Regions from separate parts of the Mus musculus genome. Here all the other regions are linked to region 1. Evidence: chromatin contacts called from public HiChIP or PLAC-seq and promoter capture Hi-C data. All regions are on one chromosome and are shown on one strand. Each heading gives the region's core, a stretch centred on a gene start, on an enhancer-like site or on the middle of the called end of the contact. The rest is flanking DNA. Distances are from core to core; before and after follow the strand shown. Region 1 holds the start of Lrp1 (low density lipoprotein receptor-related protein 1). Region 2 holds the start of Cdk4 (cyclin-dependent kinase 4). Region 3 holds the start of Cs (citrate synthase). Region 4 holds the start of Coq10a (coenzyme Q10A).

Region 1 (5,881 bases), core at 756-3,255:
TTTCTTTTCTTTTTTAATGTGGTTGTTGTTTTGAAGGGTAGCCACTGAGACAAAGAATAAAAGGATGAGTGTTATCGGAAATACCCAGGACAGGTCCATGGAAGAGACGCGAGGTGAGAAGGTCAGGAAGAAGATTCATCTGTGTAAGCCAAGCGGCAGGCTCTTAGCCTTCTCAGGCTACAAGCTGCATGGTAGCTATTGATATCTTTTTTTTTTTCCCTGTCAACGTTGCCTGAGGTCAGTTTCAACCAGATTTTGCTTGGACCACAATATTGGGTGGAGACCTAGCAGAAGCCTGTGAGCATCCACTAAAAATATTTAGTGACTCCATGCCTGGGCCTGGCACTGTATTAGGCCATGGAAGCTGGATAAAAGAATAACAGACCACCCCTGCTGAGAGAAACCCTGTGCTAGAAAAAAAAAAAAAAAAAAAAAAAGGAGGAGGAGGAGGAACAGGAGGAGGAGGAACAGGAGGAGGAGGAAGAAGAGGAAGAAGAAGAGGAGGAGGAGAAGGAAGAGGAGGAGGAGGAAACCTTCAGTATATTTCAAAAGGAAGAAAGACATCAGGCCTCTACTTGAGCACAGGCTGGAAACTGGACGGAGGAAAGATGGATCCTGAGAGTCCAGCCTGGGAGACTATACAGTTAGCCTGTCCGTGAGCCGCATAAGCTCTCATTGAAGAAAGGCTCTCAGTCATTAATGGACAAGTCTATTTTCTGCCAGTGACAGGCTGGAGTGTGTGTGGGGGTCACTCCTGTGGAGTTAGTGTACTGGTCCCTGGTCTTTAAAGTTCATCTCTAGCCAGGGATGTCGCCTGCTGAGCTTTCCAGAACTTTCACTTCAGGTCACAGAGAAAGTCAGACACTAAGGGTTACAGTCTTCAAACGTCGCCCACAAGAGGGCAGTGGCCGGAAGCACGTTCGCCGGCCCTAGGAACCGCCCGATGCTTTCTGGACTCCAGAGTACCGTTCCCAAACCGACTGAGACTGGGGACAAAGGTCCGGCACTCAGCACACAGCCCCCTAGGACTGGTGTCTGGTAGCGGAGCTCTGGAGTCCTTCATTCCAACTCCCTGTAGTTTGGCATCTGAAACCCTGACTTGGTGGGAGGCCAGTCAGAAGGTATCAAAAACAAAACAAACAAACAAAAAAAAAATCGAGCCTGACCTCTCAGGGCGAAAGGGGATGGCTCTACCCCAACCCCACCCTCTGGTGAGTCACCTCTCTCCAAACCAGAGCCTGCCTCTCCTGCGCCCCGTGCCAGGCGAGCAGGGCTGGGCGGGTACTAAGGTGGGCTCCATCCCTGAGCCCAAGGCGGGCCGACAAGCTGCAGCGTGTCCCCGCGGGTGTCCCTGTTTACTCTGAGCCCTGGAGCGAGGTGGGGGCGGGTCCATGTGGCCACTCCTTCACTCCGCCTCCTGAGGACGCAGGCCCCAATCCCAGACCGGTTCTTACAAAGTCTCCAAATCAAAGCTCAGCCTTTCCCGCACCTTCCCGGCGGACCGGCCACCCCTGCCCCCACCCTAGGCTAGGGAGGCACTGTCTGGGTTTCCCCAAGGAAATCAGGCCTCCGCCTAGACAGCGGCTCGGGACCCCACTGAGGGGATCTGAAATCCTGGGGTGTGACATAGAGTTTTAAAGAGGCACTAGAGCGCAGCTCTCCTTGCCCCTTACCCCATTCCCACCCTTGGCTCTACCGGCTCTAGGGAGCGCTGGGATGAGGTAGACGCAGTTAGAGGACAGGGTGCCCGGGGACTCCCACTCTCGGACCGCTTCCCAGAACTCCAAAGCTTGTAGCGCCTCCGACTCCCCCTCCCCAGGGCAGCGCGCCAAATCAGCGCATGCGCACTGTCAGGATTGCCGCGTAGCTCTTTCTCCCCCCCCCCCCACCTCTTTTTTTCTTTCCCCGCCCCTTCCCTCCTTCCCTCCTCTCCCTGTCCCCTCCCTCTCCCCTCTGAACACCCCCCTCCCTCCTCCCCCCCACCCCCCCCCCCCGCGGCACTTCAGTCAGGGGAGCAGCGGTGCGAGCTCCAGGCCAGTGCACTGAGGAGGCGGAAACGGGGGAGCCCCTAGTGCTCCATCAGGCCCCTACCAAGGCACCCCCATCGGGTCCACGCCCCCCACCCCCCACCCCGCCTCCTCCCAATTGTGCATTTTTGCAGCCAGAGGCGGCTCCGAGATGGGGCTGTGAGCTTCGCCCTGGGAGGGGGAGAGGAGCGAGGAGTAAAGCAGGGGTGAAGGGTTCGAATTTGGGGGCAGGGGGCGCACCCGCGTCAGCAGGCCCTTCCCAGGGGGCTCGGAACTGTACCATTTCACCTATGCCCCTGGTTCGCTTTGCTTAAGGAAAGGATAAGAATAGAAGAGTCGGGGAGAGGAAGATAAAGGGGGACCCCCCAATTGGGGGGGGCGAGGACAAGAAGTAACAGGACCAGAGGGTGGGGGCTGCTGTTTGCATCGGCCCACACCATGCTGACCCCGCCGTTGCTGCTGCTGCTGCCGCTGCTTTCAGCTCTGGTCTCCGGGGCCACTATGGATGGTGAGTGAGATTCCGGCGGCCCCCATGGACCCCTGGGGGCTCCCCCTCCCCAACCCCCACTCCTGCGTCTGGATGGGGAAGGGAGACGCGGGAGGGGGTGCCTTTTGTTATCCCAGTCCAGCTGACACAGCAGAGGCCTGACTGGGGGCGGGGATGGGGTCTGATTTGGGGGATGGGAGCCTGGGACAAATGATGCTTCCAGGGCCCCCCAGCTCAGACAAAGACCAGAGGCCTGGGTAGGAAAAGAGGGCTCCCCCTTTTTCTGATCTTGGGATTAAGAGGCCTTCTCTTCCTATCTCTGGTACGGGAGGGCCTCTGCCTCCCCTACATCCTCCACCCTCCCGCCCCCCCACCCCCATCTGAATTGTGAAGGAATCCGGATTTGCTGTGTACCGCTGCAAAAGGGGGCGGAGGGCCTTTTGCAGTGGACTCTGAAGGCTGGAAGGCAAAGCCGGCTAGGGGTGCCCTGCTGGCCAAAGGGCAGGCAGGCCGAGAAAGCTGTGGGTGGGGATAGGCAGGGCCCCCTGTTTGGGTGTGGAATGAGCCCTGCATCCCAGGCATGGAGGCCCGGGTCCAGAATCCTGGGCTGCCTGCCTGGGTTCCGAAGTGAGCAGCTCCCCGCTGAGGGCCTCAGTCAGGAGCCCGGTTGAGGGATGGAGGGGTCTGGTGACGCTTATGGCTGGCTTTCCCTTCTTAATTCCTGGGAGCTTTAAGATGAGAGGAAAAACGTCAGATGTCATCATTCTGGAAGAGACTGGAGAATGGTCTGGAACGCTGGGGAGGGGTTCAGAGGAAGCTCTGTCTCCCCGATTTCAGGCTTGATCACAGTTTGGGTTGGAAGGAGAGTTGGAGGTTGGGATGGGGGTTATGACCATGCCCCCAATCCTGCTCATTTAGTAAATGTGTAAAGCCCAGCCCTGTCTCACTTCATACATACACTTTGTATATTAGTTAGGTTTGGGCTGCTGTGTTGTTTTGGGGGAATTGCATGCCCCTCGTCCCTATTTCTGTCAGCTGTTTTTCCTCTTCCATGAGTCCCCAGTTCAAGACTTGCCCAGGCTTCACGCTGGGGTCATGGGGTTGAATTGGGCTGGGTCCCTAACTTGAGAAGGGGTGAGATTTTGTGACTTCCTGTCAGGTTTGCCTCTCACTGAGGACAACAGCTTCGTAGCATCTTACAGCCCTCCTCTGCCTTCAAGAGCTTGCCAGGCCGGGATTGGGAAAGTTTTTCTCTGAAACTAGATTATGTATCCTCCCCCACCCCTGTCTCTAACTTGTTTCAGTTGTGGGAGGAGGACAAGAGGGTCAGGAGGCAGCTGTGCCCAGGAAAACAGTTTACTCAGTGGCCTTCAGTCATGTCATGTCGGGGACTGTCTTGTCTAGCTGCCACCCCTAATTTTCTGCCTGCGATGAGGAAAGAGACTTTGCCCTGTCAGGCAAGCCTGTGCAGCCACCCTCTGTCCTTCACATCTAACGTCATCCCGTGCTTTCTTCTTGGTCTCAGAGCTGGGATGGGAGAAGAAGGGAAACTGAGGCAAAGAGCTTTGGGAAGAAAATGTATTAAGCAAGAAATGGACCTGCCAGAAGCCCTGTGGAGGAGGGTGGATGGAATCAGGTAGAAGGGAAAGATGCCCGTGGAGATGTGTGGCTCATTCAGTGCTGGGTCCTGGGAAGCAGAACCCCCAAGACCCTAAATGCTGGGCTAAGTTGATAGGTGGTCATTGAATGAGGAACTCTGACACGTTCCCCTTAACTGTCTCTAGCCGCGTACCTCTAAGTCTCCAGTTCATTTCAGCTCTGCACACAGTTTCTCAGGGCTGGGATAAAGGTCAGTGGTAGGGTATTTGTCCTAGTGCACGGGATGCCCCCTGTTCCATCTCTGGCAAGAAATACAGTCCGAGAGAAAGGACTACCTCCTGGGGAGGAAGAGAGAACCTGTAGAAAAGTAGACCCCGTGCATTCTGGAGCTCTTAGCCAAGCCCTCTAGACACTGAACATTCGTCTTGGCTTTCTAGAGAAGGACCCTTCTGCCTCGACCTACCTAACAGTTCTAATTGCCCTTCCTGTTGCTCAGGAATAACTCTAGGGACCGCCCCATACTCTCTTCCCTCTGTGTCTGAAACTCATCCGGGAGTCCTTTGCCTTATGGGGTGAGAGGCTTCACTTCCTCCTGGTAGACACATTTGGATACATTTGTAGCCAAGGAGGATGGAAAAGGCAGAGAAGGATCATTGACAGCCCTGCTGAGATGGGACACTTCGTGGTGGAGGAACTTGACAGGCAGCCAGCTCAGGGAAGACAGCTGACTTCTTTCCCCAGCTCTCTCCTCTCCAGCGTGAGCCGGCATGTTAGTAGTTGCTAGGAAAGGTGGACAGTTGATGTGAGTTATGAGGTTGAAGTGTCAGCCTCCTGTCTTCCTGGAGAACGTTCCAGTTCTCTATTCCCCCTGTTCAGATCCAAATCCTAAACATCCCTTCTTCAAAGCCAGGCACGTGTAGGAAATTCATTGGGGCTATTATTTTGATGTTGGGGGCTACTTCACAAGACTTTTTTCTTTTTCTTGTTCTCTGTGCTTTTATTTGTTTTATTATTCTCTATCACCTGCCTTTACTGGGCCTTCCAACCTTGTCACCCCAGGCCCAGCCCTAAGTCAGATCCTTTCCAAACTCATACCCTCTTCAAACCCCTTCCTGGGGTTGGGCACAGCTCGGTGGGGGACGGGGTGGCAGGGCACACATAGCATGCTTAAGGCCCTGGATTCTGTCCCCTGTACCAACAAAACCCAAATCAACCAGCCATCGCTTACTATTGCAAAGACCTTCCTTATCCCCATTTTACTCTTAATTGCAAACCAAAAATGTATTCTCTCACACACACCCTGAATTCTCTTCTGGGGGTCTTCCCTGCCCCTTGGATTCTTTACCCTGCCTGTGATCCAGGTCTGAGCAGGAGAGCTTGCTTGTCCTTGGGGAACCTGGGCTGTTGAGTGGGACCATGCAAGGGTCCCAGAGTTGGTGGTGACTTGTGCCAGGGAACCTGGTCCCGCCTCCTGTGTTCTGTCCCAGATTTCAGCCTGGTTAGCAGGATCCTGCATTGTTTGGAGAAGGAAGCAGTTGGCTCTGGAGTGTTTCCCGTGCTGCGACCTCATGGCACCAGCGCAGAGCCTCCCAGAAGGTGCTGAGGGGCAGAGAGAAGGGATTCTTCATCACACTCCCATGAGATGACAATCCCATGCCCTGACTTCCCTGGCTGAAGAGTTTGACTTCCATGTGTGTTGTGTGGGGATTGGGGGAGACACCCTCCCACTCTGTTAGAGACAGCAGCCTCTAACCTGGACTCCCATTAG
Region 2 (6,585 bases), core at 1,076-3,575, 560 kb after region 1:
AGGTCCTGAGTTCAATTCCCAGCAACCACACGGTGGTTCACAACCATCTGTAATGTAATCTGAAGTCCTTTTCTGGTGTGTCTGAAGACAGTGAGTGTACTCACATACATGGAAATAAATACATTTTTAAAAGAAAAAAAAAATTGAGGAGTAACCGTTATGTAGACCCAACTAGAGAGTGTGGAGACGAGGAACGGGAAGATCCTAAATCCAGGGCATGCCTATATGGTTTCTTGGTTCTAGGCAAGGTGGTCAGTATGAACTGGGTAGGCTGGATGTCCCGTACCATACATGCACAAAAGCGAATGGTCAAGAACAGGCATGTCTGTAAAAGACTTGGGGGCCGACGGAGTGTGAAGTTCAGTGGCACGGAAGCATTTACTGAGTGTGTGTGAGTTCTGATTTCAACCTCTAGCACAGTAAGACAAGCAGCCAAAGCTATGTGCAACTGAAGGTAGGTTAAGAGCTTCAAGTCCCATACGGGCGGTGGTAACGCATGCCTTTAATCCCAGGGCTCTGTGAGTTCAAGGCCAACCTGATCTACGGCCAGGACTAACCCTGTACCATTAACAACAAAAAGTTTCTAGTCCCATACTTCCGACGGAACATCTCTGCAAAGATACAGCCAACGCTCCACATGTCCACGGGTGTTGCGTATGTAGACTGCAGAAGAACTTCAGGAGCTCGGTACCAGAGCGTAACCACCTGAAGAGAATAGTAGAAATGAGTGAGTGTCGACCTCACGAACCAGACCTGCCTGGCTCTGAAAACTTCATGTACAAGACTCCTCAGTTGCTATGGGAAACCACCAAGAGCTACCCCTATCACAACCTAGTCGGCTAACGCCTTTTACTGACCACAGGCGTGAGGGCCATCTGGTAGCTGTAGATTCTAGCTAGGCCAAAGTCAGCCAGCTTGACGGTCCCATTACTTGTCACTAGAATGTTCTCTGGCTTCAGGTCCCGGTGAACAATGCAGTTTGCATGAAGAAAATCCAGGCCGCTTAGAAACTGACGCATTAGATCCTGTTTTTCAAGAAGAAAGCACAGAACACCGGAAACTATGTATCACTTCAAAATCCCAACAACTTCTATTGCAAAGATCGGTCCACCCTCGCCCCCAGCCCCACCCCTACTCACCTTAATGGTCTCAACCGGCAGGCCCGGTGGAGGTGCTTTGTCCAGGTATGTCCTCAGGTCCTGGTCTATATGCTCAAACACTAGGGTGACCTTGATGTCCCGATCAGTTCGGGAAGTAGCACAGACATCCATCAGCCTGAGAAGAACAAATGATCACCAGCTAGTCGTCCCCTTTGTCTCAACGTGGCCTCTGGCGTTCTAGGGTCCCACTCCTGCCTTACGGGTCCTATTGTCCTCTCCGCCCCACTCCCAATCCAACCTTCTCACCGTACAACATTGGGATGTTCAAAGGCCTCCAGCCTCCTTAACAAGGCCACCTCACGAACTGTGCTGACGGGAAGGCCCCCTCCAGCTGCTCCTCCATTAGGAACTCTCACACTCTTGAGGGCCACAAAGTGGCCACTGTGGGGATCTCGGGCTTTGTACACCGTCCCATAGGCACCGACACCAATTTCAGCCACGGGTTCATATCGAGTGGCAGCCATTCTCGAAGCAGGGGATCTACAATCACAGAGGCTTCTAATACCAAACTCACTCTCACGGTTAGGAGGGGGATGACCCGGCGGTAACAAAGGAACTCCTGCACAAGACCTCGCCAACGCGATCAGCAACATCCCACCCCTCCACACTTCCAGGGCCCGCGCCTTAGGTAACACAAAGACTCCCATCAAACCCTCCTCCTCCGGCCACGTTTTGTCCCGGAGGAAGAAAAAGAATGCTTTCTTTCCTTTCGGAGGACATCGCACTAGGCACAAAGAGGATCACACAGTGCACAGGGTTTGCACCGAAGATTCTGCACTTCACTCTCCAAAATCACACCCTTGCCCGCGACCACAAAGGCCCCACTTCCCGCCATTGGGCCACCTTCCATAATCAGCCAGCGACGCGCACGCGTGGGGAGCTGGAGGGTGCTGGTGGTGGCGGGGACTGGTCCCCCGATCCTGGATGAGACTGCACTCACCTTACGCTCGGCTAAGAGCTCTGGAGGTGGCCCTTTATCTGGGCCCGGGAGCCGGTTCCTGCGGCGCCATACACCGGGGATCGGTCCCGGGCAGCTGGACGCTTCGGGCCAGACCATAGACACAGGCCGCGAGCTAGAGAGGCCCCCTCACCCCCACCCTCACCATGTGACCAGCTGCCAGAGAGGCGCGCGGAAACCCGGGGGGCGGGGCGGGCGCCGGACGTTCTGGACACGTGATCTTCACCCTTGCGCAGTGGGCAACCCGGGCTGCTTTGATGGGAGGGGTGTGGTGGGGAAGGGGGCGGGGCCCTGACGGCCACGTGACCTGTTGCTATCCCACGTGACCCCTTGACTTTGCGCTGGGAAGCAGAGGTGTGGTTACGCTGTGTGGCACGTGACTGGCTGCCATACCCTGACTGCCGAGGGGGTGTGTGGGGGCGAGAGAGGGTGGAGCACAAGGCGGTGTCATGGCAACCGGGCCAACCAGCTCTCAACTCTGGGCTCAAGGCCGAGCCAGAGCGCATCTTCAGTCTCACTATGGGTCTCTGAGTGGGCGGGAGGTCGAGGTGTTAGTGGGAGATCCTGGTGCCAGAAATGGTGCTGTAACATTTCCACTCCACCGCCATGGGGAAACATTCGTATTTGTGTCTTTCTTTTACTCATTCATTCAACACAATTTTACTAAGTGCTTCCTTCCAGTTGGTATGCGATGTTTTTGTTTTGGTGTCTCAGTCACTCGCCCTTTGAAGTGATGATAAAGATAACTAGTATAGGTAATTGTGGTCTTATAAAACAGGGAATAAATAATTTCTATCTGAGGAGGAAACTAGGATTAAAAGATGGACAGAAGGAAATATAATAAGCCACTGTATGGGTATGGGGGGGCAGCAATTTAATGCCCTCCCTCTTCCCAACCTGTAAACCTCCCCAGGAATATTAAAAGCAGCAAGAAGTGATTGAAAATAGGGGTTCTTGATTTTACAAGAGTCTTTACACTAAGATTGCTACATATATATGTGATTGCATAAACAGATGACAGGGTAAGCATGTCCAGGGTCAGTCACCACCACATTGCTGGAAGATGACGTGTCCTTTTGCAAACCTGCAACTCCTCGTTGGGGTCATGTTCCTATTTTTTCCCCAGTCCAGCTTAGAACATATTCTTGATCTGATCAGCGTTTCCTAAATGGTCTGCCTACAGAAATCTAGTTAGACAGAGGTAGATCTGTGTGACGATTTCGTCTGCTCCAACTCCTTTATTGTCTCCCACCTCTTAGGGATATGGGATGAAGGACCATGTTCCCATTTGTGAAAAATTGCCTAAAATCTAGAGCTATTTTAAATTGATTTGGGGTGGGGGTGCTGGGGATTGGAGTTAGTGTTTTTTTGTTTGTTTGTTTGGTTGGTTTTTTGGATTTTCGAGACAGGGTTTCTCTGTGTAGCCCTGGCTGTCCTGGAACTCACTCTGTAGACTAGGCTGGCCTCGAACTTGGAAATCTGCCTGCCTCTGCCTCCTGAGTGCTGGGATTAAAGGCGTGTGCCACCACACCCGGCTTGGAGTTAGTGTTTTTATATGCAGTAAGCATGGGTTCAGTCACTGAGCTATATTCCTGAACCCTAAATTCTAAAATCATATTTGAGACACTAGAGTTGAGGCTGGTCTCAAATTAATTGCAATTTTTGTGCTAAAGCCCCTAAATGCTGTTTTTATAGGCATGAGCAACGATTTTGGCTCTGATTTATTTTATTGTGGATATTTGTTTTGTTTTAATGGAACAAGGTCTCATATAGCCCAGGTTGGTCTTGAAATGGACACGTAGCTAGCCTCAAATACTTGATCCTCCTGCTCCATCTCCCAAGAACTAAGGTTAAAGGTATGCACCACTTTTTTTTTCTTTTCTTTCTCTCTTTTCCTTTCTCTGTCTTTTCTTTCTTTGAGACTGGATCTTTCTTGCCAGGTAGCCCAGGCTGGCCTCAGACTCTGCAATGTCCACATGCTTGGGTTCTAGACCTGAGCCACCACACCCAGGCTAAAACTATTTTATTACCTGTTTTGCTGTGTATTCCATTCTAACTTCTTACTTTTCTGGTCGACAACGTAACAGTGATGGGTTATGGTGGCACATGCTTTTAATCCCAGAGGACTGGGGCAGAAGCAGGTGGATTTCTGTGAGTTCATGCCAGCCTAGTTTACTTAGTGAATTCCCAGCTAGCCAGGACTACAAGTTGAAACCTTGACTGAGAGGGGGTTGGGGGAGGGAATGTATATGAGAATGTGAATGTAAATTGAGGATTCATGTAAATCACAGTCAAGCACCACACCACAGAAGGTGTGCATCAGACACATCTCCTGCTGCTGCCTCGATGCTTCTTGCCTTGCCAACAAGAGCAGAAAGAAAAAAAAAAAATCCAGGCCTAAATTGGCTAAGGGGCTGGAGAGGTGGGTGTTTCTTTGGCTATGTTCCTAGGGCTGTTTGGGTTTTTTAGCTGTCTGTGAGCGCATTCAACTCCCAACACAGGTACTCCCTGCTTCATTTTGCCGCCCATAGGACCCCACTGCAGCTTCCTGTCCTTACAGAAGCTATCTTCTTTGTCTGCTTAAGTCACTGACTTGCGCCCCCACACCCCCTTCATTCATCTGTCCATCCACAGCAACTAGATGCTGTGCCGAAATTGTCTTTGCAGCCACTTTCCATTGAGGAGTCTTAATTTGGCAATCTGTCCCTGGTTCGACTTTTCAACTTGCTCATTCCCTCCCTTTTCTGTTAATTACTCTTTTGCTAATTAATTTTTTTCTCAGTGTCTTTGACCCAGTGGGCTCTCCGGGAATCCCTTTCTTTCCTTCAGTTTCACAAAGGGGCTGAGAGGGTGGGTGTAAATACAAAGCAGATCAAAAAGCTGACAGGCCCAGCAGTAGCACTAGGGGTCAATTTAAAACAAAGATTTAAGCGTGCTTGTGTGGCTTTCGCTTCAGAGCAGTGGAGCTGAGGGCAGGTGGGTGTCATGAAAGACACGCCCATTCCTCGGGCATCCTTTCTGCTCACTCGCCACCTTCACATGCTAGAATCAATCGCTTGCTTCTCACACAATCTGACTCCATTCCTGCACACCAGCCAGCATCTCACAATCCCGCACCCAGCACCCTTTACCATCTTTTGTGTGTTGTTAGGGTCCATCCTCACCCTCCTCACACCCGACTCCCTGCAGAGCTTTCTTTGCACACGCCCATTATGCATACACCTCTGTGCCCCGTTACACCTGCAGCCTTCGAGGACTCAACTTCCATCCTCACCCCCACCCGCGCGCACACACCTATTCTTCCACCCCGGTACACACTCCCCTTCGTTGGCCACTCCTCTCCCTCCCTCCTCCCGCGTCTCGCACACTCGCCCCGCCCCTGGGGACACCTGCTCGTGCTGGGCAGGGCGGGGATGCGCAGCCGCGGCCCCTTCTCCTCCGCTCCCCCTCCCCGCCCCACCCCTCCCTCCATCCCTCACCGGCTCCCCGGCTCCCGCCCCGCCCGCCCGCCGCTCCGGGGGGGTCTCCGCCGCCGCCGCCGCCGGAAGGAGCCGCCATTTGCTACCGCCGAACGCACGGGCCGAACCGAGCCGGATCCGGCAGTCGGAGCGGGACTGGGGCCGAGAGGACGACGATGGGGGGCGGCCCCGCCGCAGGAGGACCGGGGCGCATAAGCCCCGGTGCCCGGCCGGCTCCGGACCCCGACCCGCGGGGCGCGGCACCCTGAGCCCCCTCCCCGCCCCCTGCCCCTGCTCCTGCTCGGGCCATGCCTGCCCACCCTGCCGTCCGCGGGCTGACGGCCCTCTCGGCCCCGCGAGCCCTGGTGCCCCGGCGGCGGCAGCAGTGAACAGCGCTTGCAGGCCGCGGAGACCCCGGCCCGGTCCTGCGCTCCGGCGCGCGCCCCCTTCCCGGCCTGCTCCTCGCCCCTCCCCCCGCCGCTCGGGAGCCCCCCTCGCTCGCCGCCCCCCGCCCCCCGGCGCCCGGACGATGCTCAAGTCTCGGCTCCGCATGTTCCTGAACGAGCTGAAGCTGCTGGTGCTGACGGGCGGGGGGCGGCCCCGGGCCGAGCCGCAGCCCCGGGGGGGCGGGGGAGGCGGCTGCGGCTGGGCGCCCTTCGCCGGCTGCTCCGCCCGGGACGGGGACGGCGACGAGGAGGAGTACTACGGGTCGGAGCCGCGGGCCCGGGGCCTGGCCGGCGACAAGGAACCGCGGGCCGGACCCCCGCCGCCGCCCGCGCCGCCGCCGCCGCCCCCAGGCGCGCTGGACGCTCTGTCGCTCAGCAGCAGCCTGGACAGTGGGCTCCGAACCCCCCAGTGCAGGATCTGCTTCCAAGGCCCGGAGCAGGTCAGGCCCGAGCACCTGGCTGGGCGGGGAGGGTGGGGGCGCGTACCTGGGGTGTCCGCGGAGACCGGGGCAGGGGGCGGGGCCAGGGGGAGCTGGGCGGGACCCAGGACCCGAGTGGAAGTG
Region 3 (6,306 bases), core at 2,688-5,187, 720 kb before region 1:
TGGTGCACAGCTTTAATTCTAGTGCCTGGGGAGCAGAAGGCAGAGCGGGTGTATCTGAGTTTGAGGCCTGTCTGCACTACACAGAAAAATCTTATCTTGAGGGAAGGAATAAATAAGTAATGGGGGGGGGGGAGTGGAGGAAGAAAGTAGTGGTGTGGACATGCTGCAAGTCACTGTTAATGTAAAACTGCACTGATCTTTTCAAAGTTCCAAACACCCTAGCCTAGAGAAGTCATTCTCACTGACACAGAATTCCCCTTTAGGATGGGTATGATGGTGAAGCCTTGAGGCAGACTTAACATGGGGGTTAAGAAAGAGTTCTTGGCCAGACTTGGGTTACATGGTGAGATTCTTAAAACAATATTCCTTTTAGATAAGGCTGATAAAGCATGTTGACTTCAAAAGCTTAAAGGTGACCTGGTGGCCCAATCCTATCCAATTCCTATCCAATCCCAGATCAGCTATGAAAAGATCAGGACAAAACCAAGCTCAAGAATGATAGGTATGAGCTACATACCTCCTGGCCAAGGTCTACTTATATATCTATAGGTCTTGACAGATTTTACTTTTTAGTTAAAAAAAATTTTTTTTAATTCCTTTTTCTAATTGTTTTTGTTTGTTTGTTTTTCCTTAACAGGTTTCATGTAGCCCCAAGCTGGTCTGAAACTTTTGGAACTTGAGATCTTCCTCCCTTAGCTTCTTAAGTCCTGGAATTACAACCTTGCATTAGTTGCAGGCACACACACTGAAGGGTATAAACCCAGAGTCTTGCACATCACTGAGGCAAATCACTGACCTCCATCTCCATTATTTTCAGCCTTTTCTTTTCTTCTCTTTTCTTTTCTTTTAAAGATTTATTTATCTATTATATGTAAGCACTCTGTAGCTGTCTTCACACACTTTTTCTTCTCTGTCTGCCCCGCTTGCTCCGGGTCAAACATTTTTTAATCTATTATATGTAAGTACACTGTCGATGTCTTTAGACACCCCAGAAGAGGGCATCAGATCTTATTAAGGATGGTTGTGAGCCACCATGTGGCTGCTGGGATTTGAACTCAGGACCTTGGGAAGAGCAATCAGTGCTCTTAACTGCTGAGTCATCTCTCCAGCCCCACTTTTTTTTCTTTCTGAGACAGGGTTTCTCTGTGTAGCTTCCTCCATCCTGGAACTCTGTAGACCAGGCTGGCCTCAAACTCAGAGATCAGCCTGCCTCTACGCCCCCTTGTGCTGAGATTAAAGATGTGCACCACCACCAGTCTTTAAAGTCTCTTAGTATTAAAAAGTAAAACTGGTCACCAATGACTAAGGGAACGGGTCTAATTTAGAAAGCTTAGGCAGATAAGAGCAATGCTGATATGCTGAAAGGCTCCCCAGACTCCCAGTTATGCTGCATGGCCCTCTCCAGGTTCTACTCCTTAACTTTGTTAGACTTTGACAGTTTTGTGTTTTTGTTTTATTGTTGCTGTTCTCATTCCCTGTGTGTCTGTGACTTCAGGTGTCTTCCTCCACTGGTCTTCACCTTATTATTAAAATCTGAATAGAAAGTCTCCTTAAAACCTGGTTCCTGACAGACTGACTGGCAAAGGATACCCTGAGGTTCCATCTGACTCCACTCTTCCCTCGACCGCAGCACAATAAGGGTCATAGGTGATGTAACTAAACGTGGCCTTTAGGTGGAGGTAGGGATTTGAACTCAATCCTTATGCTTACACAGCAATCACTCACACTTGTGCAGTCTGTGCATCTGTGAAGCCCAGGATGTCCTTGAATTTGTAATGATCCTCCTGTCTAAGCCTCCCAGTGTTTGTTTTACAGTTGAGAGTCCCCATGTCCTGTTTCTGGGCTTTGCTGATTTTTTTGTTGTTGTTTTGGGTTTTTTTGTTTTGTTTTTTGTTTTTTGTTTTTTGTATACAAAGTTTCTCTGTGTCGTCTTGGCTATCCTGGAACTCACTCTGTAGACCAGGCTGGTCTCCAGCTCCAGATCACAGAGATCCACCTGCCTCTGGGATTGCAGGCAAAGGTGTGTGACATCACCACCTGGCTGCCCTTGCTGATTTCAAGAGTAAGCCTCACCTCTTGGGAGAAGCAGGTAGCTCAGGATGGCCTCAAACTTACTATGTACCCACTGTCTCCGTTTCCTCAGTGTTGGGATTACAGCCACGTACCATCATGCTCAGTGCAAGGCACACTGAGATTCAAGCAACTCAAGCAACTTGACCAACAGAGTACAAAAGACTAGCAAAGTTTCTGGGATCCTCAACTTCACTTCTAACATAAAAGTAAAGAATGACAACACAAATGTGGCCCAGTCACCCTCCCAAAGCATTATGACATTTCCTAGGGCTTTATGAAGCAAGATAAACTAAAAAAAAAGTAAAACCAAAGGCTTTTTCAAGTTCACTGTTGTGTTAGACTATCTGGTCTGGGTTAGCAGCTCCTGAACCGATCTAATTATAGGTCCACCATTCTGCCAAACACCGTCTAGAACTTGCTTCATTTCCCAAGAGGTTTCCTTACCCAGTTCCCTGGCAGCAGCAGTAGCAACAGCCAAGTAAGACAAGTGTCTACCAAATAACCAGTCTCTACCTTGTTGCCAGACACAGAAAAGCCCCAAGATAAACCCTACAAGTTTTGTGGTACATCTGACAACTATGCATCTCACACAGAAAGTTAATACCATTCTAAGTCTTTTCTTTCCTCCAGGTGTACTTTGCTTCAAACTATCTACTGATGAGAAAAACCTATTAGTTCCTTTAAAACTAAAACAGAAGCCAAGGTCATTTGTGGGACTGTCCCCACTTGGGTTAGAGCTGAAATTCCCTCAGCATAGCTGGGTCTCTGTTTAAAGGCCCAAGTTATGCTGAGCAAAAAAGTAGTGATAACGTGAAATTAAGAGTTATCCCTACTTGGACTTGAACTTCAGAATTCAAAAGGCAAACCATCAAATTAAAGGGCCGCCAGGGAATAAGGGGAAGTACTCCTGGTAGGTAGTAGAATTGAGTCATGTGACCTTGGTGTTACTACCTCACGCCTGTCTTCATTTATTGGCCTGTAGCTTGGAGGAACAACCTTTCTGGTTCTACCTAGAGCCTGATGTGATACATAATCAGCAGGTTTAACAGAAATGCCCCACCCTATTCAAGCTCCTCCTATATACATTAAGTGCAGGAGTCCCAAGGACAAAGAGGAGCTGGGGGGCTCTAGTCCCCTAACAAAACTAAAACGGCGGGGTCACTTACAGGCTTCAATTACAGTGAGGAAAGAAACAGGTCCTGACAGGACTCACCCTACAAAGCAGAGCCCAAATTAGCCCCAGTGACCAAGTGAGCATATTTATACATCCCCCACTCCTCCTCCAACAGTTCTCTCCCTAATTCGGGGGACCACGCCACATCTTTGCTCTCTGGCCTTGCAGCCAGGGCCCTGCATCCCTCGCTTGCACCTTGGATACTTGATATGACAGAAGGCGGGCCTCCCGGCCGCCGGGGGCTGCAGGCCGGGGCCGGCAGCGTTCACCTTAGCCGGAAGGGCACGCAGCACATGGCCTAGGAGCTCTGGGAAGGGTTGGCGGCTCGCCAGGGTCGGGCCCCTTTAAGGCGCGGAGGGCTGCGCTCCGGTGTGGGAGGGAGAGCCGGTGCCGGAGGCCCTGCGGTCGCCTCAGCCCCACCCCGCGCGCCACGGCGCGCTCCCTCCTTTAAGCTCACCTTGGCTCCCAAGAGCCGGGTTGCTGCAGTGAGTAGAGCCATGGCGGGCGAAACTCCGGGACCTGGCGGGAAGGGACCGAAGGGAGAGAGCTACAGCTGCAACAGGAGCGGTCGCCGCTGTGATGGAGACCGCGCCAACCGGCGGACAAGGTTGAAAGGAGGCGGCTGAGGGGAAGGGTAGACAAACCGGCACAGGCGCCCAGCCCAGGGTCCTCGGCGAGGCCCCGCCCTCTGCCCGAAACTTGAGCCCGCCCCCCTCCGGCGACCCACCCCGGCCTCGACCATTGGCCCAAAATGGAAGAGGGGCGGGATCTGAGCCTTTGACAGATGTTATCGCGGGGAGGATTGGACCGTACGGATTAGGCTAATTAGGAGTGGGTGGGAAAGGGATTGTAGGTGTCTAAGGATGTGCCTGAGAACTCAGTTAACTTCCTTCTTTGGCTTTTCCCTTTGCCCTTAACACATTTCGGGTTCTCCGGAGAATGCTGAAGATAAAGCTCCAGCACGCGACGTTTGAAGGTCACTGAACACTGCAACTGACCATTGCACTTCCTCTACCTGCTTGGCATGCTTTCTTAAAGAATGTCTTTGGTTAATGACTTCATGGCCGTGGAGGTGACATCACGCAGAAAGCCCGCTATGATGCCAGAGTTAGTTGCTTGATGGTCATTTGTGAACAGAAGAAATCTTGAAATTACAGATACTGACCCCGTTATGTGGAGAAGAGCAAAACCAGAAGCCTGAATGTTTAGTGATGTTTGTGAACTATATGGAGTCTAAGTCTTACAAAAGCCCCCTTAATATGAAGGAACCTTTCAGTCTTTGGGTCCTGGGCCTTATGATTCTGACATTCTTCATAAAACCCCATATCATAAAACCCCATAGAGCCAGCCCACCTCAGACACAGGATCAGGAGCTGCAACTCTCCACTCAAGATCAGGTGTTAGACACTCTCTTTTCGTCCCATCATTCACAGTATTTCCAAAGGACTCGAGGACGTTTATCCTACTTGGCTCTCTCTCTTATTTCTCCCTCAGAAAACATTGCAGTGAATGACACAAGGATTTAATGATCTTACACATCACTCTTAAATGCCCCGGGGTAGAACACCTCAGAACTTCTGTACTTTCCTGTGCCTACTGTGAAATTGGCCTAAGGGTGGAGAGAAGCTGACCCAATGATCAGAGCACCTTATCTGTAACCACCAAGCCTCAAATGTACAATCCTTTTATCTCACCACATGACAGTAACAAAGTGCAGAGGTCTCAGTATCCATGTAAGCCAAGTTCAGATAGTCCTTGTTTATAGAGGATGTAGTTTGTGGCTTAGACTTGGAAAAGAGAAAGAAAACCCCTATTTCCTCAAGTTTTCTCATATACATATTCATATCTGCCCAGTAGTGTTGTTCTAGCTTGGAAGTCAGGTAGTTCTTATGAGAGAACTTTATCAAGAGAAGCTGCGCCTCTTGAGAAGCAATAACCTTAGACCACCTCCCCGGGGACTTCAAAGCTTCACTGATCAATATTGGCTCCCAATTTAGCATCTCACATGGGGTTTCCTCATAACCCCAGAATAGTCTGACCTGGTTCCTTCCCCCATAGTTAATTATCCACAGAGACTAGCTAGCAGATCAGAGGCCTGAACTCCAGTGCCGTAAGTAACCAGAGGCTGTCCCCATCAGGTGAGGCTGCTGAAGGGACAATTATTGGGTGGCCATAATGGTAACTGGAGTTTTAATAACTACAGAGAGAATGCCATCCTTTTTAAGCCCCTTGATAGGATTCTGTACTTTAACGTCCAATTTTTATTTATTTGAAGTTATTTAATCCTGATGTCCATTGTTATAAAATCAATGTGAAAGCCCAGAGATGAAGGGGGTTAAGTGGTTTCGCCCAAAAGCTGAGTCTGTATCAGTCTGTCCCTCATTGCTGGGAGTGAATGCGGTTTGTAACATGCTATTACTAATACTCAAACATCAAACCACACCCCTAGCCCTACAGTTTCTTTCTGAACATAGGTGGGAAAGTTAAGACTGGCATGAATATAACAGCTAAGAAAACTCTAGGTCCAAATATACCTGCATGAGAACAGGAAGGGGCCACAGAAAAGACTTGACATAATTGTGACCTTGGGAAGATTCAAAATGCTCAGGGACAACGGTGCCCCCTGGTGGTCAAGATCAAGTGGGAGAATTCGGGCTCTAGAATCGTCTTAACATTATCTCCTATAGGTAAACAAACTTCAGTAGACAGTAGACAGTAGTTTGCTCTCTCTCTCTCTCTCTCTCTCTCTCTCTCTCTCTCTCTCTCTCTCTCTCTCTCTCTCTGTATGTGTGTGTGTGTACAGGAACGTGTATATGGTTACATGAGTCTCACATATGCTAAGCCATGAGCTACATCAAAGCCCTGTTTTTAAAAATGGTGAGGAACCAGGAATGGCACATGTATCTATAACCCCAACATTTGGGAGGTGGAAGCAGGAAACTCTGGAGTTCAAGGTCATCTTTGGCTACACAGTAAGTTCAAGGATGGCCTGGAGTATATAAAGAGATCCTATCTAAAAGAAAAATTAAATTTATTTTGAGGCAAAAAAAAAATCTCGC
Region 4 (5,922 bases), core at 277-2,776, 750 kb before region 1:
TGTGTGAGTGTATAAATGTGAATGTGTGTGTGTGCATGAGAATGTGTATGTATGTTTATGGTGTGTGTGTGGGTGTGGGAGACGCACATGTGTGTTGTGTGATGTGTGTTTAGCTGGTTCTCTCCATGGGGGCGGGGGGGGGGGGGGGAGTCCTGAGGATTGAATTCAGAGCAAACTGGGTGGCAAGCACCCCTACCCACTGAGCCATCTGGCTAGCCTCGTCTTGACTCTGAGTCTATGACCTTATTTGTGTAAAGCATTTGACTTGTATCACAATGTAGCTTTGATTGCCTGTCTTCTTCCTGCCAGCACATTTCCTTTGTCAGGCAAAGCTCGAATCAATGTGGGGAGCTTTAACCCAGCGTAGGGAAAGCAGAGCTTGCTCTGTGACAGTCGGGAGAATTTTGCTTGCTCTTGCACCCGTCTAGGCTAATCTCTTTCTAATTTGTAGTTTATTTCTCTTCTCTCTTTTTCCTTTGGTCATACTTTTCCCAAGAGCGCTTGTTTTTTCCTTGAATCCTGGGACGTAGTATTCACCTTTGGGCTTTCTGCCTGTGATGTCTCGTCCTCCATTGAGTACACATTTTTCCCCGACAGTGATGGTGCTTTTTTCTAAAAGTAAATTTTGGCTAGTAGTAGCTCACACCTGTAATTCCAGCAACTGGGAAGTGGCAGCAAGAAGGTGCATATGAGTTCAAGGTCAGTGCAGGTTACAGAGCAAGATCATGACACCCCAAAGCCCTCCTGGAGAGCATGCATGTCTGTAATCTCAGCAGCTAAGAGTCAGGACGATATCCAAGAGTTCCAGGGCAACCAAGCTTATATAGCGAGGGCGTCTCAAAGAACAAACAAACCATGTCTTATGTTTGGTTTGGTCTGACAGTAGGGCTTGCTTCTTGTTTAGAGCTGGCTACTCTAAAACTGGGTAGGTAGCCCAGGCTGGCCTGGAACTCGTGGCAACCCTCCTGCTTCTGCCTCAGACTTCTTTCCATAAATATTAGGGAGGAAATTCTGCTCCTAGGGACGTTCATGAAGGAGCACTGCAAATTCAAGGCCTGAATTGTCTTGTCTCGAATAACGAGAAGGGGAGGAAGGGGGAAGGGCGTGTAGATCTAGGAGAGATTATACAAGTCAGCCCAGAACTTGCAAAGTTAATATCCTTTTCCAAAGACATAAACCGGCAGCAGGCACTGCAAAGGCCAGTAGGATGAAAAGAGCCTCTCCTTCTAAAGGGCTCTGAGAAACGTTCCTCTGGACATCGACAGCCATCTGCCGTTGACACGCCCACGACGTCGCCTCTGCGTCTACGTATCAGGTCCTGTGACCACAGACTCGCCAAGTAGTTTGTGCCAGGCGATCTCGCTCCCCCGAGCCATCTCTGCAGCTCCTCCGACACGCACCCAGCGCCCTTTCTTTCACGCCAGAGGTGTCAAAGAAACTACATCTCCCGACAGGCAGCGTTGTCCCTTCCTTCCTCGCGCTCCCTCCTCCCGATCCCTGGCAACGGCGTGACGTGAGGGGACCCAGAGCTGCGGTCACCGCTTCAGTGACAGCCTATCCGGCGCGCGGGCCGGAGCAGGGCGAAGGCAGCCGGAGCTCGCGCCGCCCTTCCTGCCCGGCCTCCCCTACAGCTCGCCGCCGCCGGGAGTGCCAGGCAGGGGCGCGCGCATGGCCTCTGCGGGCGCGCGGAGGCTCCCGGCCCCGACGCGCGCGGCCGCCCGGAGCTGCTGCGGCTTCTCGCTCTGCCGGGGCGCGCGCTCCGTCCCGACCCCGCCCCCGGGCCCTCCGCGGCCGCCGCGTCCAATGAGGTGAGAGGCAGGCACAGACGTCCGCGCAGGACCGGAGGGGGTCGCCCGGCACCCCGAAGTTCAGCGGTGGAGGGTGGCAGCCCTTAGACGGCAGGCCGGAGAAGGGCTGGCATTGGTGGTGCCCTGGGAGTTCGAATGGAGTTCTGGAGATACGCGTACAAGCTAGATGCTCGGGGCGGGTGCGTGCCAGCCACTTCTTGGCCTTCGCCGGCGTTCTGGCTTTGATGTGCCTGGCCTGACCCTGGCGTCAGAGATGCTTCAGTTTGCTTGCAGCAGTAGTGTTGCCTCAAAGGCAGCTGGCACTTAGGACGTGCCCTTCTTTTTCCCATCCCCACCCCTGGCCCTGTCCTCAGCCGCCCTCGACCTTTCGCACTCGTGACTGCCTGGCCAGCCAGCCCAGCTAGCTGCAGCAGGTGCTAGGGGCAGAAAAGCTTGCCCGAACCAACGACCTTCCTCTGTGATGCATCCCTCTTCCCCTTCACCTGAAGTGGTTGAATACAAAAAAAGAATCGTGACGCTGCCTCTCCTTTCTTTTTGGCGCTAGGTTTCTGATTTCCTGTAATCTCTTCTTGCCTCGCGCTGCCCAGGCCTTGGCAGCGGAGGCTGGCCTACCTCATAGTCGTTCCTTCATGGGCTTTGCTGCCCCCTTTACCAACAAGCGAAAGGCTTACTCGGAGCGTAGGATCATGGGGTGAGCATTCCTTTTTTTCCCCTTCAAATAAATAACCATGTACCAGTAGTGGGTAAGATTCATATTGGGCCACTTGTCTCCCCAGCAACGTTTTCGCTGCCAGCCTTTCAACCTAAATTTCCCACCTTAGTTGTTCTGCACGTGTATTAGTCTAGAATTGTGTTACATCATAGAAAGGTAACCGACTAGGTAGTACAGCCTGTAATCTAAGCTTGAAGCTTCCACGGACTACATAGCCAGAGCTGCATCATAGGTATCTCACACACACACATTTTGAGACAGGCTCTCACATAGCCTAGGGTTGGCCTTGAACTTGATATACAGTCAAGAAGACTTTGAACTTATATCTTGCCTCCACCTACCTCCCTAGAGCTGAGATTATAGACATGTGCCACCATGCTGCTGTTTTTCTGCAGTGCTGGGGATTGAACATGCTAAGAAACCACTTATTACAGGACTTAATTAAGTCACAGCTTTTTGTTATTGTTGTTTGAGCCAAGGTCTCAAGACATACCTCTGGGTATCTACCTTGGAACTATGTAGTCTAGGCTGGGCTAAAACTCAGAGATCTGCCTGCTTCTGCCTCCTAAGCACTGGGACTAAATGGACTTTACTGGCTACCAGGATGTCAGGCTTTTGTTTTATTTTGATAATCGGTATCATTATTTAGACTTGGCTGGCCGGTCTCCCAAGTGCTGAGATTAAAGGCGTGCACCACCATGTCCAGCTATAGCAAAAATGCTTTAAAAAATTTAAACTATAAGGGACTGGAGAGTTGGCTCAGTGATGAACACTCGTTGCTGCAAAGGGTCGAGTTTGTTTCCCAGCCCCACCTGGAGGCATACTGCAACCTCAAGCGGGAGCATGTTTGATACACAGATAAACATGGAGGCAAAACACTCGTGCACATAAAATAATGAAAAAAAAATTTTTTTAACTAAAAATATTGGGGCGGGAGGTTGGAGAAATGGGTTAATGTCTAGGAGCCTGCACTGCTGAGTTTAGTTCCTAGCACCTACACTAGGCAGCCTGTGACTTCAGCTCCAGAGGATCTTGTGTCCTGTTCTGGATTCTGTGGGCACCTGCACTCATGTGTACATCCCCTCCCCAAAACATACACATTCATTTTTTTAAAATTTGGTGGTGGTAGAAGCTTACAACTTTAGCAGCCCTAGGCAGGAGGATCCTTATCAGTTTCAGCCCACTAACCTGCACTGCAGGCTATAAAGTTAAATTTATCTAAAAAGATGGTGGTGGTGAAATGGCATTTGAGGTGAGGATACTTACGGCCAAGGTTCATGACTTGAGTTTCACCCCTCTGGATCTGCACGGTGGAAGGGGAGAGCCAATTGCTGGAGGTTGGTTTCTGACTTCTAGTACAAACTGGCATACATGCTCCCATACACAAATAGATGTAAAATACTCAAGTTGGGATTTTTCTATGTAGCCTTGGCTGTCTTGGAACTCACTGTTTAGCTATCTTTCCTATGATTGCCACCTATATAGTAAATAACAATGATTGGTTTTGGTGTTTATCAAGACAGGGTTTCTTTGTGTAGCCCTGGCTGTTCTTGAATTTAGAAATCCATCTGCCTCTCTAGTACTGGGATTAAAGGCTTGTGGATACCATGCTTGGAGTCACATATTTAAAAAGACAGCAGGGCATTCCTGAGCTCCCCAATGTGGGTGCTGGGGATCAAACCTGGGTCCTCTGCAAGAACAGCCATTGCTCTAGCACCACACATGTATGTGGTGCTGGGGACTGAGCCTAAGGCTTCCCATATGCCAAGTAAGATCTACCATTGATGCTAAGCTCCATCTCCAGTCCATGCACATAGGCATTTTACCCAGATTGTCTCATTCGGGCCTCGTGAGCACATGAACCAAGTATTACCAGCTCCACTGTGGTATAGGCAAGATTGGAGGCACAGGTAGTTTCTAGGAAGCTGTAGAGGTATGTTCCTAGCACTCATGATGTTGAGCGAGGAGGATCAGGAATTTGAAGCCAACTTGGGCTCCACAGTTTAAAGTCAGCCTGGGCTATATAAGACTTTTTTTGTTTTTTTGAGACAGGGTTTCTCTGTATAGCCCTGGCTGTCCTGGAGCTCACTTTGTAGACAAGGCTGGCTTTGAACTCAGAAATCTGCCTGCCTCTGCCTCCCGAGTGCTGGGATTAAAGGTGTGTGCCACAACGCCCGGCTTATATAAGACTTTTAAAAACTCCAGTGGCTCAGTATGTAAAGGCACCTGCCAGTAAGCCTGAAGGCCTGATAGAGATTCCACAAATCCACACAATGGAGAACTGTCCGCTGCAAGTTGTTCTCTGATCTGTACATGTTCCATACAAAACAGGAAATTTTGAGATCTGACTACCAATAAAACTGGCAACCTGTTGTGTACAGTCTATATTGGGATAAAATAATATAAAAGCATTGTGGTCTGAAGATGTGTCTCGGTTGGCAGAGTGCTTGCTTAGCATGCATGAGGCTGTGGTCCCTAACAACACAAACCAGGTGTGGTGTGCATATCTGTAGTCTCAGCTCTCTCAGGAAGTAGAGGCAGGAACATTAGTTCAAGGTCACCTCAACTCTACGGAGTTTAGAGCTAGCCAGGGCTACATGAGACCTTGCCAGGTGGGGGTGGGAAGCTTCCATTCTAATTGTAAAATATGCCATCTGGGTTTGTCTGTGTTCCTTGGTTAATGGGCAAAGGCCTTACTTCAAGACCAATCAATGGCAAGGAAGCCCTGACTCGGAGGCAGTTCCTCGGCCTCTGATTCCTCTTGCTGTAGGTACTCAATGCAGGAGATGTTTGAGGTGGTGTCCAACGTCCAGGAGTACCGAGAGTTCGTGCCGTGGTGTAAGAAGTCACTGGTAGTATCCAGCCGTAAGGGTCACCTGAAAGCCCAATTGGAGGTTGGGTTTCCACCTGTCTTGGAACGTTACACCTCTGCCGTCTCCATGGTCAAACCACACATGGTCAAGGTGAGGCCTGCCTGAGAGGGATTCCCTAGGAAGTTTTATGTTCCTTACCAGTTTCACGGTCAAAGACTACTTTGGTTTTTCCTGTAATTACTTGATGTCTATGTGTTAATTTTTTTTTTTTTTTTTACCAAATATAACATTAAAGGGAAGAAAATGACTTTTACTTATTTTGAGTCATGCTAGGCCAACCTAGGATATCACATATGCTGTGTAAATGGTTCCACTGAGCTGAGCCCTCTAGCTTAGTGGTTCTCGACCTTCCTAATGCTAAGACTCTTTAATACAGTTCCTCATATTGTGGTGAGCCCCCAACCATAAAACTATTTCTGTTGCTACTTCATAACTGTCATTTTGCTGCTGTTACAAATCATAAATTTTTCCCTGATGGTTTTAGGTGACCTGTGAAAGGGTCATTTGATAAAAGAGTTGTGACCCACAG

What was found. Promoter capture Hi-C pulls out the DNA fragments that hold promoters and counts their contacts. HiChIP or PLAC-seq counts read pairs in DNA pulled down with a chosen protein or histone mark.
Region 2: a contact with region 1 is called in an H3K4me3 HiChIP or PLAC-seq map of embryonic stem cells, with 8 read pairs. The contact joins the promoter of Cdk4 here to the promoter of Lrp1 in region 1. A contact is called at or near these places in 2 of 39 promoter capture datasets (cranial neural crest and embryonic stem cells) and 3 of 115 datasets of contacts at active chromatin or transcription factors (bone marrow-derived macrophages, embryonic stem cells and pancreatic cancer cells).
Region 3: a promoter capture Hi-C map of cranial neural crest shows a contact between it and region 1. The contact joins the promoter of Cs here to the promoter of Lrp1 in region 1. A contact is called at or near these places in 1 of 39 promoter capture datasets (cranial neural crest) and 1 of 115 datasets of contacts at active chromatin or transcription factors (astrocytes).
Region 4: a promoter capture Hi-C map of cranial neural crest shows a contact between it and region 1. The contact joins the promoter of Coq10a here to the promoter of Lrp1 in region 1. A contact is called at or near these places in 1 of 39 promoter capture datasets (cranial neural crest) and 1 of 115 datasets of contacts at active chromatin or transcription factors (pancreatic cancer cells).

What each region holds. Positions count from the first base shown.
Region 1 is chr10:127,617,272-127,623,152 of GRCm38.p6, reverse strand. Lrp1 (low density lipoprotein receptor-related protein 1) reads left to right here and starts at 2,005. Exons shown (of 89, transcript NM_008512.2): 1 at 2,005-2,535. The coding sequence starts at 2,466.
Region 2 is chr10:127,059,275-127,065,859 of GRCm38.p6, reverse strand. Cdk4 (cyclin-dependent kinase 4) reads right to left here and starts at 2,325. Exons shown (of 8, transcript NM_009870.4): 1 at 2,101-2,325; 2 at 1,407-1,640; 3 at 1,140-1,275; 4 at 858-1,025; 5 at 596-705. The coding sequence starts at 1,624. It overlaps Marchf9 (membrane associated ring-CH-type finger 9), which reads left to right and starts at 5,676. Exons shown (of 4, transcript NM_001033262.2): 1 at 5,676-6,462. The coding sequence starts at 6,106.
Region 3 is chr10:128,335,358-128,341,663 of GRCm38.p6, reverse strand. It overlaps Cs (citrate synthase), which reads right to left and starts at 3,937. Exons shown (of 11, transcript NM_026444.4): 1 at 3,705-3,937. The coding sequence starts at 3,746. Gm51822 (a long non-coding RNA gene) reads left to right here. Exons shown (of 2, transcript XR_003949053.1): 2 at 638-4,525.
Region 4 is chr10:128,364,584-128,370,505 of GRCm38.p6, reverse strand. It overlaps Coq10a (coenzyme Q10A), which reads left to right and starts at 1,526. Exons shown (of 5, transcript NM_001374700.1): 1 at 1,526-1,808; 2 at 2,353-2,499; 3 at 5,291-5,483. The coding sequence starts at 1,669.